Regions from separate parts of the Mus musculus genome. Here region 1 is linked to region 2. The links are chromatin contacts, called in public HiChIP or PLAC-seq maps. All regions are on one chromosome and are shown on one strand. The core of a region is the stretch at or near the end of the contact, and the rest is flanking DNA. Distances in the headings are between cores, read along the strand shown. Region 1 overlaps Agtr1b (angiotensin II receptor, type 1b). Region 2 overlaps Cpb1 (carboxypeptidase B1 (tissue)).

Region 1 (5,373 bases), core at 2,641-5,140, 77 kb before region 2:
TATACTGAGATAACTCACGTTTCTCTCAATTTAATTTTAATTGGCTGTTGATTTGCTGTGTGTTGATCTTATTATGCTTGGGCGTGCACCTTGATTTTCTGATCTCTCTGATCTTTAATATGAAGTGTTGTATTTTGTCAAAGACTTTTTTAGCATCTAATGAGATGATCATGTGATTTTTTTTTCTTTGAGTTTGTTTATATAGTGGATTACGATGATGGATTTCTGTATACTGAACCATCCCTGCATCCCTGGGATGAAGTCTACTTGATTGTAGTGAATGATCATTTTGATGTGTTCTTAGATTCGGTTGGCAAGAATTTTCTTGAGTATTTTCACATTGATATTCATAACCAAAATTGGTCTGAAGTTTTCTTTCTTTGTTGGGTTTACATATAGCATAACTGTGGCTTCATAGAACAAAGGAGGTAGTGTTCCTTCTGTTTCTATTTTGTGGAATAGTTTGAGAAGTATTGGTTTCAAGTCTTCTTTGAAGCTCTGATAGAATTCTGCACTAAAACCATCTGACCATGGGGTTTTTGTTTGTTTATTTGTTGTTTTGATTAGTTGGTTGGTTGGTAGGTTAGTTGGTTGGTTGGTTTTTTTGTTTTTTTGGGTTTGGGGGGGATAAGGGAGGGTTGGTTGGTTGGTTGGTTGGTATGATTTTAATGACTGCTTCTATTTCCTTAGGGATTGTGAGACTATTTAGATAGTGTACCTGATCCTGATTTAACTTTGTTATGCGGTATCTATTGGTCTAGAAAATCATCTATTCCATCTAGATTTTCCAGTTTTGCTGAGTAAAGGCCTTTTTAGTATAATCTTCCTTCATGAAATATTAAAGAAGAATCCCACACTACCATTGGCAACAGGCACTGACAGACAGACCAGCTTGTTCTCAGCATGGCAGAATCTCTGACTCAGAGCTCTGAATTCTCTCCACCACTGGCTGGCCACTGCCATGGCCGCCCCATACTTCCAAATTCCTGTGGCTGCCCCTAGTAGCATGAAAGAAAATACTACACATTCTAAGAATCAACGGGTAACACAATAACTGGGCGGAGAAACTAACATCCAAATTTTGTAAGCTATTTTAATTTATAGATCCTCTGACAGTGGTGGCACTTAAACTGACAGTCTCTGGCTACCTACATTGTGCCTTCATGCTCTCTCCCATCCAAAATGAAGTTTCTTCCTTCTGCCCCCCCCCCCGACCTGAAAGTCCCACATCCTTCTCATCCCTTTATTCATTGGGGAGAGATTATGCCACAGGATCTGATTATTTTTTAATTTCCTCATTTTTTGTTGTTATGTCTCGCTTTTCATATATGATTTTGTTAATTTCAATACTGTCTCTGTGTTCTTAAGTTAATTTGGCAAAGAGTTTATCTGTCTTGTTGATTTTCTCACAAAACATCTCTTAGTTTTTGTTGATTCTTTGTATCATTCTCTTGGTTTCTAATTGATTGATTTCAGCCCTGTTTGATTATTTCCTGTCCTCTACTCCTCTTGAGCGTGTTTGCTTCTTTTTGTTCTAGAGGTTTTTGGTGTGCCATTAAGTTGCTAGTGTAGGGTCTCTCTAATTTCTTTATGAGGGCACTTAGTGCCTCCTCTTATCACTGTCTTCATTGTGACCCACAAGTTTGGGTATTATGCTATGCCTTCATTTTCATTAAGTTCTATGAAGTATTTAATTTCCTCCTTTACTTCTTCCCTGAGCAAGTTATCATTGAATAGAGAGTTGTTTAGTTTCCATGAGTACGTGAACTTTCTGTTGTTTTTGTTGTTATTCAAGATCAGCCTTACTTCGTGGTGATCTGACAGATGCATGGGATTATTTCAATTGCATCTCTTGAGGCTTGTTTTTTGTCCAATTATATGATCAATTTTGGGGAAGGTACCATGATGTGCTAAGAAGAAGGTGTATTCTTTTGTTTGGGGGGGAAATGTTTGATAGATACCTGTTAAATCCATTTGGCTCATAATTTCTGTTAGTTTCACTATGTCTCTGTTTTATTTCTATTTCCATTCGCTGTCCATTGGTGAGAGTGATGTTTTGAAGTCTTCAACTATTATTGTGCTTTTTAGCTTTAATAGCATTTCCTTAACAAATGTAGGTGTTTGGGACATTGATGTTTAAAATTGAGAGTTCATCTTGGTGGAGTTTTTGTTTGATGAATAAGAATTATGTTTCCCCATCTCTTCTGATAAGTTTTGGTTGAAAGGCTATTTTGTTAGATATTAGAATGGCTATTCCAGCTTATTTCTTGGCACGGTTTGTTTGGAAATTTTGTTTTTATTTTCTATTCAAATGGTACAAAACTGCATAACTTTTTAAGTCTCAGAAGTTTGCATTGTAGACAGATATTATTAGTAAATACTTGTGTGTACTTTTTACCTCATACTTCAATGAAAATAATTACTTATTTTAATTAGTTTATAAGACAAGGTAAGATTTTTATGACTGCAAAATCACATGGACTCTTTTAATCATTAGCAAAATATTTCAGTTAGATATAATGCACTGTGAGTCCTAGATGGAGAAAGATTATCTGCTTAGTTTATGGTTGTTTTAGGAACATATTTTTAAACTTTTTTATTAGATATTTTCTTCATTTACATTTCAAATGCTATCTGAAAAGTCCCCTAGACCCTCCCCCTGTCCTGCTACCCTACCCACTCACTCCCACTTCTTGACCCTGGCATTCCCCTGTACTGGGGCATACAAAGTTTGCTAGACCAAGGTGTCTCTCTTACCAATGATGGCCAACTAGACCATCTTCTGCTATATATGCAGCTAGAGACATGAGCTCTGGAGGTACTGATTAGTTCACATTATTGTTCCACCTATAGGGTTGCAGACCCCTTCAGCTCTTGGATACTTTCTCTAGCTTCTGAAACATTGGGGGCCCTGTGTTACATCCTATAGATGACTGCAAGCATCCACTTCTGTATTTGCCAGGCACTGGCAAAGCCTCACAGGAGACAGCTATTTTAGGGTCCTTTCAGCAAAATCTTGCTGGCGTATGCAATAGTGCCTACGTTTGTTGGCTGATTATGGGATGGACCCCCAAGTGGGGCAGTCTCTGAATGGTCCATTCTTTCATCTTAGCTCCAATCTCTGTCTCTGCAACCATTTCCATGGATATTTTATTCCCTATTCTAGGGAGGGATAAAGTATCCACGCGTTGGTCTTTTAGGAGCAATTTTAAAGGTAAACTACAGAGTCTTCAGTTGGTAAGAGGGTAGTAAATATGGCAAGCATATCTGGAAAACAGAAAACAGTTCTGGTGCCAAGGACAAAAAACAGCCAATAAGGTGGATTCTTTTATTAAAACCCACTATTGTATATGGATGTTTCTTTGCCTTAATCTTATTGATTATAACATACATCTTTTCCTATAGAATTTTATCAATTAATACTTGAGATATTATCCCCACTTTATCAAGAGTAAAGAATATTAGATGTACTAGTTTTCCAAGATCAAATAGCAATTTTAATATGTCAGGGCTCTTCCAGAGACATCTGTACCCAGGCAAGGTAGAGTGACAGGGACCAGATATAACTGCCCCCATGAAAACAAGAAAAAAAATGGATATACTTGTGGATCAATGGTTTTCAAGACAATGGCTATTGGGTAGCAAAGACCTATGATTCATATCTCCCAGGGTTCCCTGCAAGACAACTGAAGAGTCAGTGTTTTCCCCAATTCCTGGAAGCAATTTCAAATCAAGATGCAGAGAATACAAGCCCAAGCAAAATAAAGCCTCCCTAAACTGAGGGGATCAAGTTCAGAGAAGCCGAAGAGGCTTTGGTCTACAAAACAGAACCTCAGGGAGGAGACAGCTACACCAAGAAAAGGCTTAGAGACCTACTGAGAGCTCTGAGGTTTCTATAATGCATGGGCATCAGGTATTAAGAAAGTGAAAGTAACCCCTGTACCAAACATAGCTTTGATTCTACCTAACAAAATGTAAAAGCTTCTCTCTCAAAGAATCAAATTTTGGACACAGGACAATAACTTCACAAAAGAAACCTAGAGAATTTTAATTTAAAAATATAAAATACAGAACAAAGTAAAATTCATGGTGTTTATCATTCATCATAAAACTATCATGCATACAAAGAGGCAGGAAATGTTCATAAAATGAAAAATAATAGAACTAATGCTGTAATGTCACAAATAACAATATTATCATGTTAGGACATTAGATAGATAATGATAGACATGATAAATAGAGCCATGGAAGATATGAGTGGTTGACATTATCCGTCCAGAGCTAAAAACACAAATGATGTCAGCAGCTTTGATCATGGCTGCTCTGCCTTCCTCCCAGAGTCCTTAGCTTGAACCCATATGCTTTTGCTTAATACTAGACTCTTTAAAAAGCTACTTTTCAGAAGATAGCCACTATTTATCTCCATCTTGCACAGAATCTCCTGACTTGTCCTTCCTCCTGGGGAATATTCTACCACCTTTCCTATCTAGAATTCCTTCACTCCTGAATGGCATTCTTTGAAAAAGTAGCCACTAGTAGCCCTCAATGTAGCACCTTCTGAGATGGTATCAAGAATTTGACATGAGACCACAATCTTCCTCCCATGTTCTCTGCTTTGTTCTGAAAGCTCTAAATCAATAAAGCCTGAAAGGTTAGCACTTATTGTGAAAGATAATAACATGAAAATGTGTACTTTTTCAGATTTGTTTTCTATTTAAATTTTCTGAGAACTTCTTACATGGGGATTTATACCACTTTCACCCCTCCATCTTCCTCTCAAACGCCTTCTGTGTCCCCACTCCCTCTTGAGTTCATGGCCTTTCTTCTCTAATTATTACTGATACACACACATGCACACACAAATAAATACATATGTGTATGAGTTCATGCTGCTCATTTGTACATATGCATGGTGGCTGGGTTTTGTCAGCTTGGCACAAACTAGAACCATCTAGAAACAGGGAATATCAATTAAGGAACTATTTCTGTCAGAATAGCAAGTCTGTAGAGCATTTATTAAGTACTGATTGATGTGGGAAAGCCCAGGCTACTATGAGAGGTGACACCCCTGGCAAGTAGTCCTAGGCTGTGCAAGAAAGCAGACTACACCTGACATGGAGTAACAGTAAGTAATATTTTCCCATGGTTCTCCATCAGTTCCTGCTTCCAAATTCCTGCCCTGAGTGCCTGGCCGTAGCTTCCCTTCATGGTGAACTTTAATTTGTAAGATGTAATAAACCCCTTCTTTCTCAAGTTGGTCTTCCTCATAGGATTTATCACAAAAGATGAACTAAGACAATGTATTTATGGCTGACTATTTGGGTCTCATTGGGCAGATTCTACCATATGGATAAATAACCCCCTTGGTATGGG
Region 2 (5,290 bases), core at 1,688-4,187:
CCATTTTTAACTCATCCAGGGTATTGATAAGCAACGTGAAACATATTCTGGAATCCCAGTTTGACAGCCACACCCGTGCAAGTGGACACAGCTACACCAAGTACAACAACTGGGAAACGGTATGGGGTGTGGTGTGCCTGATTCTGATACATTTTGCTGGCATGGGAGTTTAACCAACAATGTCACATTAATTCGAGAATGACTCTCTTTGGCAGATAGAGGCATGGATTCAACAAGTTGCCAATGATAATCCAGACCTTGTTTCTAAGAGAGTCATTGGAACCACATTTGAAGGACGTAACATGTATGTTCTCAAGGTAACAGTTTTTAAACATGACTTAAGTGGTTTAAAACAATGAATTCTGACTCACTAGCATTTGTTTCACAGACGTGGTTATCAAAAAAGAAAAGTAAAACCCTATAGCTCAGATTCCTTGGATTCTTTTATTCTATATGCATTTTTATATAATTCCTTTTGATTTATCAAAAATAAAAACTAGTAAAATAAGAGAATTCTTATAAATTTTACCACATTCCTGTAAGCAATCTAAGTGATGGTAGACCGTGATGAAATTCTTCTCTCCCTGGTGTGGTTTCCAAGTCCATTTGCTTTTGTTAGCAAGCTCTCAGTCAAGCTATTCTCATTTATCATACCACATTACAATCAACACCAACATTTGTTTCTATCACCCTGCATGCCACTTTTGTCATGCAAGTCCAGTGACAAAATGAAAAGACAAGAAGTAAGTGAGGAGAAGAGACATTTTCATAAACTTAGCAGCAATTATAATTACTTATCATTAGTCATCAATTGTCATAGTCATGGTAGGTAACCACAGCTGACAATAAGTGCTATGGGAATACAGGTTCGTGGGGTAACAAGCTTTTTGTGGCACTGTAGGCTTGGTAAGCCTAATAGTAATGCAAGCTTTCAGCATAAACACAGTGACTGTTCAGAGACAAGAACAGTTTGAGTGTTGGGCATTGCCAGATGCTGTCAGGATTCACCTATAGAGTCCAAAGGAAGTGGATGTTAACCCCTGAGTGCCATGTAGTAAATAACGCTTCTCCATTTCCCTTTTCTCACAATAGATTGGCAAAGATAGACCAAATAAGCCTGCCTTCTTCATCGACTGTGGTTTCCACGCAAGAGAGTGGATTTCTCCTGCATTCTGTCAGTGGTTTGTGAGAGAGGTGGGTGGACAGAATAATTTTTGATGGAAGAAATAGAAAGTATTAATTTCGATTCATTCCTTTATAACCTAGTATATGAAAAATGACATGTTCACACATGCATACATATATATATACACACACATGCATACACAAAAGAACACAAATATACAGACATATACACATAGATACACACAATTGACAATTCCAAGTTCCTATGGGGATAAATTAGTTTTAATACTTGTCAACAGACCTTTGTATGACATGCATTTTTTAAGTTAGAAAATTGGGTTTATTTAAATTTCACTAAGTTACACTTTCTCACCTGCCTTAGGTGGACTAGCTGACAGCTAAAATAGTGATTCATCCCTTAAAAATTGATCAGTATGGATAAATCGGCAACTGCCCATTGAATTCCCCTGATAAGCTGAAATGTTCAACTTTTCAAATGTGTATGCACTCATGTTGATACAAATATATTTCATAAAGAAAAAGAAAAAGAAATAAGTACTTCTTATAGAATAATTACAAATAATATATCCACAAATAATAACCAAATCACCTTTAGAATATCATGGTAATAATGATTTCAGCAAATCCATTGAAGGGTGCAAAACTCAGTGTATAAAGCTTTAAGAAGATGCAAGACATTTTCAGAGCCACAAAGTATGCTCACATACTTTGTGAATGCATATTAATTGCAAAGTGAAATTTTTTCAAATTACAATGAAAAAAAATTTAAAAAACAATTTTAACTAAGTTATTAAGAATACTATCATCAGTGTTAAGTAAAATAGTAATACTGTGTAAGACAGATCACTTTGGTAACCTTCTCTAAAGATATAATACCCCTACAATTGCCAATCAACCTAACCTGTGATTTTCCACAACATGAAAGTTATAAAAGATGAAAAAAATATTGAAAATCATCAAACATCAGCGAAGAAGGAGGAAATGTGACAGCTGTCAATTCTGGTAGAAGCTTGTAATCCCTTGCTTGGAAAATAGAGTCAGGATGAGAAGTTCAAGAACAAGCTCAACTGCATAGCAAGTCTGAGGCAGTCGGGGCAACGTGAGACCCAAGAAAGAGAGAGACAGAAGCGGAGACAAAGTGAACCCTATAATCAAAAGGGGGCATTGATAAAAAATGATGAAGTCTAAATAAAATCTAAAATAATTTTATAATATTGTGTCCATGCTAGCACCTTTACTTTGATACCTAGACTGTGATTACAAAAAAAATTTTGGTAACATTAGGGAAGACTAGATAGAAAAATGTATGGGAACTCCCTGCATTATTTTATAGTTTTTTTTTTTTCGAAATATAAAACTTTACATTGATATGCTCTTAAAAAATAATTTATTAGATGAAATTTAATTTCCTTTTCTCAATTCACTTCTGAATTATTTGCAGTGCTTTATCCAAGAAAGCTCAGGAAAATGTTGTTTTTAAATGCAGACTGGCCATGAGGCAGAGAACCCTGCTTTTATTACCAAAATCAACTATATCCAGGCCATGTAAATTTTGGTAGCATCATCCATTCTATTCTTGCATGAATTCACATTGTTATTCACATCCAGGCTGTCCGTACCTATAAACAAGAGATCCACATGAAACGACTTCTTGACGAACTGGACTTTTATGTTCTGCCTGTGGTCAACATTGACGGCTATGTCTACACATGGGCTAAGGTACTTGAACTCAGAGGGACTTGTGACAGTCACACTGTTACTTCCTGTAGCTTTTGATCTAACTAGATAATCTACTTTCAGGACCGAATGTGGAGAAAAACCCGCTCTACTACGGCTGGAAGTTCCTGCTTTGGTGTAGACCCCAACAGAAATTTTGATGCTGGCTGGTGTGGTGAGTGTATGTCTAGCTAACCATTTTGTATACAACATTAAAAAGCATAAGAGATAAAGCAGCATGAGAAAACAATAGGTCAATATTCAAAACAATAAAAACTACAAAGTTTTATGTTTTACAATTCTTTCTCAAAGCACAGAAAGTAGTTTATTCATCCATTTTATTAAAAAATATGGTGCCAAGTTCTGTGTTGTGTTCCTAGATATATTAATTTCTGTAAATGCACAACTGACACACCTGATGCAATCTACCAATGTGTGTGATATATTTACAAAATCAAATCAAATGGCAAATTAGACAAAATAATAAATAAACAATCATTTAAAAATTATAATGCAATTTAGTGATTATAGTAAAGGATTTTTTTATGGACATGAATAATAAGTATCCCACTTAATGACAGAGTCCGCAGTCTTGATATCACTTTATATGGATATAGACAGTGCGGACTGAAATACAGAAAGCACAGGGATACTACCTGCCTTCACAAATATTGATTTTTAAAGGCCTATAATGTAATGATATTAGTGATTTCATATGTAATTTCTTATCAGTTTAAAAATATGCCATCCTAATATATGCATAGATGAACATATAATAGATGGATGGATAGGTAGATAGATAGAAAGATGATAGATAGATAGATAGATAGATAGATAGATAGATAGATGATAGATAGATAGATAGATAGATAGATAGATAGATAGATAGATAGATGACAGATGAAAACTCATGAAGAATTGTTGGAGTTCTAAGAAAACACCTTATATGATTTAACTTCCTAGCTGAAAATATGAAATACCTAACATCTTCTATGAGAACTCCAGTAGGTGACCGTTGGTGACTGATAAAAAATACACTTTTTTTTTTTTTTTTTTTTTTTTTTGCAGAAGTGGGAGCTTCTCGGAGTCCCTGCTCTGACACTTACTGTGGACCAACTCCAGAGTCAGAAAAAGAGACAAAGGCCCTGGCAGATTTCATCCGCCAGAACCTCTCCTCCATCAAGGCCTATCTGACCGTCCACTCCTACTCACAGATGATGCTCTATCCTTACTCCTACGACTATAAGCTGCCCGAGAACTATGAGGAGCTGGTGAGTGGGTGCAATGCGAGAGAGACCACTTCAGTGTTGAAAATGCTGTTCATTCTAATGCTGAAAAAAGTTGTCAGAACAATTCCTTATTAGTTTCTGGAGTAGAAATTGTGTGTGTGTGTGTGTGTGTGTGTGTGTGTGTGTGTGTGTGTGTGTTATATGTATGTATGTACATGTGTATGCAAATATACATACATATATTATATACTAAGAAAATTCCGGATAAACTGGATGAACTAATGGAATTTTGAAACAGGGAACAATTTCATTTGAATGTGGCTTCTTTACTAATATGCAAAAGGGCAGTAGTTCTATTTAGCTATACCACAAGAATGATTGTATTAGTTACTGTTATATTTCTGTGATAAAACACCCTGACAAAAAAGTGAGTTGAGGAAAAAAAGGATTTATTCTGGTTTATTTTATCCAGAGAAGATCAACTCTGTCGTGTCAGGGAATACAGGAGAGAAGGATAAGGCTGGTCTGGCAGCCAGGAAGCAGAGAAAGAGAACAGGAGAATCGGGTCAAGGCTACACCATGGATAGCTGAATTTACCAGTTATGACAAATAGCACAATCTTTGGTTGATACACACAGTCTAGTTAAAAACAATAATAAATAATAATATAATGCCTCAAAATGAAAGGCAGGAAGCTAGAAGAATACCAGCTGAGTACCTTGTCTCGCCTCACACACTGAGCCAGAGCTAAGCAGAGTGAACCCAGAACTGCCAATCCAGGACACAAGGACCTTTCTGCACTAAAATCTATAAAATAATCTTGGAAATTCTCTGGTCTGTTTCTCATTTTCCAACCTGGATGTGAAGGCTTAGACAAGCTGATACTAATGATAGGGTAGCCCTGAGCCTAGAGGTAGTGGCCATTGGAAATTTTCCTAGTTTGCCACAACTTCCAAAGACACACTTTAACTTTTCCCTTTTATTAGAAATAGATTGTGTTCTCAGATGATATATACTGATTGTGTCTTTCCTTCCTTTGCTCCTCCCAACTCTTCCCCACTTCCTCTCCCAACTGGATCACTTCCTTCCTGTCTCTAACTAGGAAACAAACAAGCTTTCTGTTTGTTTTAGAGGATAATTGAAATACAACAAATATAAGTTATAAAACTATCATATGTGAGCTAGACAAGGCAAATCTA

What was found. HiChIP or PLAC-seq counts read pairs in DNA pulled down with a chosen protein or histone mark.
Region 1: an H3K4me3 HiChIP or PLAC-seq map of the SCID.adh cell line shows a contact between it and region 2, with 10 read pairs. The contact joins two enhancer-like sites. A contact is called at or near these places in 4 of 39 promoter capture datasets (the 3T3-L1 cell line, embryonic stem cells, macrophages and 1 more), 2 of 15 datasets of contacts at CTCF or cohesin (the G1E-ER4 cell line and the NIH/3T3 cell line), 51 of 484 Hi-C or Micro-C datasets (DN2 thymocytes, the G1E-ER4 cell line, the HL-1 cell line and 30 more), 5 of 115 datasets of contacts at active chromatin or transcription factors (the SCID.adh cell line, bone marrow-derived dendritic cells, epiblast stem cells and 2 more) and 3 of 9 other capture datasets (adipose tissue, liver and macrophages).

Annotation. Positions count from the first base shown.
Region 1 is chr3:20,339,133-20,344,505 of GRCm38.p6, reverse strand. The region is part of intron 1 of Agtr1b (angiotensin II receptor, type 1b); the gene reads left to right. Among named protein-coding and RNA genes, the nearest start is that of Agtr1b, 25 kb to the left of the region's middle. Within about 2 kb of position 3,890, at least 4 of the 459 cell types and tissues checked have an H3K27ac peak or open chromatin away from gene starts, as enhancers often do. A contact at or near this core is called in the SCID.adh cell line, where this site is marked.
Region 2 is chr3:20,261,253-20,266,542 of GRCm38.p6, reverse strand. Cpb1 (carboxypeptidase B1 (tissue)) reads left to right here. Exons shown (of 11, transcript NM_029706.2): 4 at 20-119; 5 at 216-317; 6 at 1,093-1,194; 7 at 2,755-2,865; 8 at 2,947-3,037; 9 at 3,931-4,133. Among named protein-coding and RNA genes, the nearest start is that of Cpb1, 12 kb to the left of the region's middle. Within about 2 kb of position 2,937, at least 2 of the 459 cell types and tissues checked have an H3K27ac peak or open chromatin away from gene starts, as enhancers often do. A contact at or near this core is called in the SCID.adh cell line, where this site is marked.